2 separate regions of the Oryctolagus cuniculus genome follow, and region 1 is linked to region 2. Evidence: chromatin contacts called from public Hi-C data. All regions are on one chromosome and are shown on one strand. Each heading gives the region's core, a stretch centred on a gene start, on an enhancer-like site or on the middle of the called end of the contact. The rest is flanking DNA. Distances are from core to core; before and after follow the strand shown. Region 1 overlaps NFIB (nuclear factor I B). Region 2 has its middle 130 kb from the start of MPDZ.

Region 1 (3,052 bases), core at 516-3,015, 1.0 Mb before region 2:
TGTGGCTTAATCTACTGCACGACAAGGCTGGCCCCTCACAAGTGGCATCTTAATAGCTGCACCACAATGCCTGTCACAGGGTCACAGCATTTACTAAGCCCTTACTGTATGCCAGTTTTCTACCAGTATGGAGATGCAAAGATATGGAGGACAATGTGCTCTTCTTCAAGTAGCTCAGTCTAGTAGGGGAAACAACCCGTATTAACAAGTGCAAGTTACTTAGTGTGACGGATTTCATAAGCAACACTGTCTTGTGGGGAACACAGAATAGAACATGGCCTTTCATCTCAAAGGAGATGACTCTTGAATTTTAAGTTTAAAGATGAGTAGTGGCCGGCGCCGCGGCTCAATAGGCTAATCCTCCTCCTTGCGGCGCCGGCACACCAGGTTCTAGTCCCGGTCGGGGTGCTGGATTCTGTCCCAGTTGCCCCTCTTCCAGGCCAGCCCTCTGCTATGGCCTGGGAGTGCAGTGGAGGATGGCCCAGGTGCTTGGGCCCTGCACCCCATGGGAGACCAGGAGAAGCACCTGGTTCCCGCCTTCGGATCAGTGCAGTGCGACGGCCGCGGCGGCCATTGGAGGGTGAACCAACGGCAAAGGAAGACCTTTCTCTCTGTCTCTCTCTCTCACTGTCCACTCTGCCTGTCCAAAAAAAAAAAAAAAAAAAAAAAATGAGTAGGGTAGCACACTAAACTAGGGTCTTTTTACTTTATACTGGTTAAACTTATTTGGTGAAATATTAAGCCTTTTTAAAATATGTTATCACAAAAACTAAAAAAAGGGAAAAGGAAAGAGGGTTGGAGGCAAAGAGGAAGGAAGAGAATATCATTAAATTTTTAGAATTGTATTTACAAATCACACTGAATCTGCTAAAACTAAGAGTTAAATTAAAAATAAAAATGAAGATGAGTAGGTTGGGCATTGTTGGAACAGCTGGTTAAGCTGCAGCTTGAGACACCAGCATCCCATATTGGTACACTGATTGGAGTTGTAGATACTCTGATTTTGATCCAGTTTCCTGCTACTATGCCTGGGAAGGCACAATATGATGGCCCATGTACTGGGATCCCTGCTAACCACATGGGAGACCTGGATAAAGTTCCTGGCTCCTGGCTTCTGCCTGGAACTTCCTGGCTATTGTGGATATCTGGGGAGTGAACCTGCAGATGGAAAAACATCTCTCTGCCACTCTGTGTTTCAAATAAATAAATCTTTTTTTTTTAAAAAAGGAGATAATAAAGAAGAAAAACTAGATGAGCCTTAAATGTGTTCATTTTATCACTCTTGGATGCAAAAGATTGTCATTTTACTGCTGGCCAAGCCACTCATCTTACAAGACTCTGACAAATTTTCTGGGAAAAATAAAAGAAATGAATAAAATTAAAATCTGTGGTCAGGAGATTACAAAAAGGAAAGGCACACATTTCCGCTAGGGAATAGGAAGTGGTCTTGTCTTCCACAGCAGGGCTGTCTAATAAATCTGGAGAGTTTTATTGACTTCATAGGCGCAAAAATAACCACCCGGAGAAGACATCGGGTTTCACTTATTTTTTTGGAAAGTAATTTTTCACAGACGCGAGGTTAAAAGAAAGTGGTTGCACGGGCCTCGGCTGTGGTGGTTTGTCTTCTGGTGTGCGTAATGCAACTGGATCTCAGTTCTGGGACAATGCCCAGATTCAGGGGTCTAGAGCCTCTGTTGAAAGCAATGAGGACAGAGTGCTGCCAGAATTTTATGTATGCAACTGTAGATCGATTGTCTTAGTGCAAGCGTAGACTTTGATCAAGAGCGTCTGGAGGGCGGGGCTTCGATAAATGTTGTTTTCAGCCCTTCATTCTACAGTTTTCATGTCGGCTTGTTCCAGAGTCTCCCACAGACCCTGCATGGCCCTGACATGGAGAACTCCCTCCCTTAACCCTCCCTTGTCTGCCTCTCAGGTATCAGCAGCAATGGGAATGGAGGCTATTGCAGGGTAGAAAAGATGCATAGCTTCGAGGTTGTGCTCCTACTCCGCAGCTTTGGTCTCAAGTTAGACCAGTAAAAAAAAAAAAAAAAAAAAAAAAAAAGAAAGAAAGAAAGAAAGAAAAAGAAAATGCTTGATGCTCTGCCTGCCTTCTGCCTCATGTCTGTGATTCATTAAAAATACTTGAAAACTTCCCCTACACCCAGACAAGCTTTCCTAAGAAAAGGATTGATAAGAGTGCATGTTTCTTGAAAGAATTCTTCTTGTTTAAAAAGAAGAAAAGTCTGGCCAAAAATTTAAAAATGCAGCCAGTCTTAAAAGGCAGAAACGGCAATTTCTGAACTGCTCTCAGAGCTCTTCATCATCCAGGAAAAGACAACGAGGTAATATTTTGGAGATTTTGCAACGACCATGTCCAAGTCTTGTGTTCAACCTACAGGGGTCTTTTCCCACTGAGCCGTGAAGAGAAAACTTTGTACCCCCATTTTTCTTCCACAAATCAACAGGAAGGCTGATAGAGCAGCTGTGGTCTGGCCACACTGAGTGGCAAGTGGAGACTCCTGAGGCATGGGAGGATTCATTATCCTCCAACAGTTTCCGTGAAATTGGACTGGGGGCTGAGAAGAAGAGGAAGGGCAGCTGGATTTGAAAGCAGGAAATAAAATTTAAAACCACTCCATCTGAAATAATTGCCTTCTTTTAGAGATGACAAGAACAAAATTGGCGGCTTTGAAACTTATTTTTTAGTAGCATAATCCGTTTTCAAAGCGAACTCTTAAATAATAAAATAGCAAACATTTACTGAGGCCTGTGCACGTGCTGGGTGCTGGGCTAGGCACTTTACACATACAGTATGATTTAATTTAATCTTTGTTACTACAAAATGGGCACTGTTATTACGTCTCTTTTACAGATGAAGAAACTGAGAAGTCAGATTGGATCTTTGATGCAGGTGGATGTGGGGCCGCTGGGTGCAGCCCCTAATCACCTGCTGCCTTGCTCTTTCCTCAATCTCCACTCTCCCAGAAACAACTCCAAGGCTTTGTGGAGCAGCGTTTGAGTATCCCTTGACTAGATAACCCCAGTGATCCTG
Region 2 (3,007 bases), core at 55-2,554:
GCTTCCCCCTCACAGCATGCCCCCTCTGTGCCACACATACAACACTCACTCACACACACACACGCACAACTCCTGTGCCAAGCATCATACACACACCATCACCACCAAATGGATGAAAGGAGCCCCATGATTTGGGCACCAGAATGAACAATGCAGCACAGTTTAGAACAACTCTTCATCTTATATGCAAAACTACTGGAACAGAGGTTGTAGCTCAGAATCGACACCTTCCTTGTCATTTATGTATCAAAAGGTTTATGCATGCATGAAATTCAAAATGATTTATTGTTTTGTTATTGCCTTATTTACTTACTTAATAGATTGATTGATGTGCCAGGGTCCCACAGACAAGAGGCTGGAGTTTTTTTCTTTGTTTTTGATTTTGAGATTGTATTAAGAACACAGGCTGCAAACAGGAGCTTTACTAGCACAGAAAGTCAACCTCTTCTTGTTCATAATGAGTTTCTTTTAGCTTCTGCCTGCTACCTGTCTCTGGCTGTTCATTGTCAGAAAAGAATACTGCACCTTGCACATGGTGGGAAGTGGCAGAGATGAAAGAATAAAATATTAGGCATGAATGAGTAAAATACGGGGAGAAAGTCTGGATCACACCCCAGAGCTTTAGCCAATATAAGCATCTATAGTAGGCAAGTCTTGCACCGTGCTTGGGCTGCAAGCGATGGAGCCGCTCTACAACAATGGGAGCTATTAAGATTCCATCTGGCATCACTTCTCGACAGAGGAGGGAGGTGCAGTTCTGTCCCCCAATTTGAATTCCTCTTAGAGACCTGGTATCATCTGTTTCTCTTAGGGATACTGAACTTAGTTTCATTTTATAAGGACATTCAACACCCGACAGAGTCTATGCAATACAATAAAATTCTCCAAAAACATAGAACAACAGTTACAAGAAAAGTTCCACAAACCTCTTAAGAGCAAGCTGCTTGTATTTTATTTATTCCCTTATTAGGGGTTCTAAATTTTTTGTCGGTCTTGGTGAACAGGGGCCAAATCCAGAGGGAGGGTTTGATTTGTTTAGAGAAATTGGATGTTGAATTTGTACAGAACTCATTCCATCAATGTTCTATGCGAGCGGCATTTACGTAGGATCTCTGTAACCTCTTTTCCAAACGAACTCTAATTTGACATAATGCAGCGTAGAATGGCACCAGTCATCGGGCTTGCATCAGAAATGCATTTTATTTGGATTCAATTCAGACTCTTAACGAACTGGTTCCCGTAAATGCAGCAGATGGGACTGAGGCAAATGGAAGCGTGTGTGGGGCCTCACACCCAGCATCCACTGCTGCTCCGCTGCACTAGCCCCAGCCTTTCCTGAGTTAGTGGGTTAGTTAGTTAGCTAATTAGTTAGGCGCATTCCAGCTGAAACTTTCCATCATAATTAGCATATTTATCCTACCAAGCCACCAAACTGAGGCATGAAAAGCTGCAGTCCAGCCAAGGCAAGTCGATTCTTTCCTTCTCTTTCTCTCTCCTCCTGATTAATGTGCTGATTGCTGCCAGAAGATGGTCCAACGGTTTATAAACCTGGCAAAGCTATAGCCAGACCTTCTTTTCGAAAGGTCAATTAAAAATGCTAGTTGCACTGTAAACAGAATTCTCCCTAGAAGAATGCCACACAGTACCCAAAGTGGTCTCTTAATATGAAATATCAATTTGATTTTCCTCAGGAGATTCACTCTCCTTTTGCAATGCAAATATTTTCAAGTGTACTAAACACGTTTTAGCACCTCAACATAGGCACTAAAACTATTTGCATGCAAAATTACCCAGAGTAGGCAGACAGGCACAAGCTTATGCTAGCACCATATGTGCTAAAGAATTTGAGCCAGGAAACAACTAGTATCTGGACGTTATTTACAATTTAAATTTAATTTTACATTATTATTCAAATGAGAGCTTATATATAAATCTCTGTTAAAATTAATGCTTCACATGAGACAAAATCTCACCTAAAATTCTATTTTTAAGAGTGCTAGGGGTTTTTGTCCTAACTAAATCATTCAAGAAGTTCAATACAGCACTTTTTCTTGACTTGCAATTCTACCTACATAGTCCATTTTTCCTACTCAAAACCTCTCAGAAAAAGCAGCAAAATTAATTTTGATTGGTTAGGCCCAGAAAGGAACACAAAACAGACCAAACGATATATTAAGGAGCCTAAGTGATCTGAGACAGTACACACTACCTAGAAATAGTACAGAACATTGTCCAAATTCAGATTTCAAATATATATATATATATACATATATCTTTTTCTTTCCAAGAATCTCCACATGTTTCGTGAAGATGGGAAATGACTTTGTTTTATAATTTAGTTTGCAAATTGCAATGCCTTGCACTGTCCCAAGAAAGGGGCACTTTTATATGTATACAGGAACACAATTAATCCTACTTCTATTATGCTCTCAGTGTCATCTAGTAAAGAAATCTTAAATCGATTGGCAGCCAGTGGGTGGTGTGTTTACTGATCATTTGCTAATTCACATCAAAATAGAACACTGCTTTCTTTACCTTTTCAAATAATTTTCCAGTTCAACTTTGGTAAGCTATTATGTTTTGAAAGTCATTGGTCTTAATGTTCAATAGTTTATTTTGACCTTTATTTCGGGAGAAAAAGAATTTAGGTGAATCAGAATGATTATTTCTACATCTCTCCCACCTTCCTCTTACCTGGGGAGTATGATAAGTGGGTGCCCACAGGGCGGTTCTCAGAGGCTCTCTGCTTGGATGTCTGGAGACTGTTAAAACTGGTTTATATGTATCCACTGCATTTTTGACTATTGAGATAAAGATAATACTTGGGTGAGGTGCTTGGAAATTGTTACTTAGCAATCTATTTTAACTAAAATCTAAGTACAGAAAGTGAAAGTATCTTGTAAATCCTAGGCTGTGAAAGAAATCATTTAGAACCCATGGCCATGGAAATGAACTTGAAGTGGAAGGACTATAAGGAAAACCAATATGCCATATTCCATCACAAGAT

The links. A called contact is a pair of places that touch in the nucleus more often than the background predicts.
Region 1: a Hi-C map of liver shows a contact between it and region 2, with 6 times the contacts expected there. The contact joins two enhancer-like sites. A contact is called at or near these places in 4 of 6 Hi-C or Micro-C datasets (ear pinna, liver, psoas muscle and 1 more).

Annotation. Positions count from the first base shown.
Region 1 is chr1:177,267,709-177,270,760 of mOryCun1.1, reverse strand. The region is part of intron 1 of NFIB (nuclear factor I B); the gene reads left to right. Among named protein-coding and RNA genes, the nearest start is that of TRNAH-GUG, 95 kb to the left of the region's middle. Within about 2 kb of position 1,765, at least 1 of the 8 cell types and tissues checked has an H3K27ac peak or open chromatin away from gene starts, as enhancers often do. A contact at or near this core is called in ear pinna, where this site is marked.
Region 2 is chr1:176,238,693-176,241,699 of mOryCun1.1, reverse strand. No RefSeq gene overlaps it. Among named protein-coding and RNA genes, the nearest start is that of MPDZ, 130 kb to the right of the region's middle. Within about 2 kb of position 1,304, at least 1 of the 8 cell types and tissues checked has an H3K27ac peak or open chromatin away from gene starts, as enhancers often do. A contact at or near this core is called in ear pinna, where this site is marked.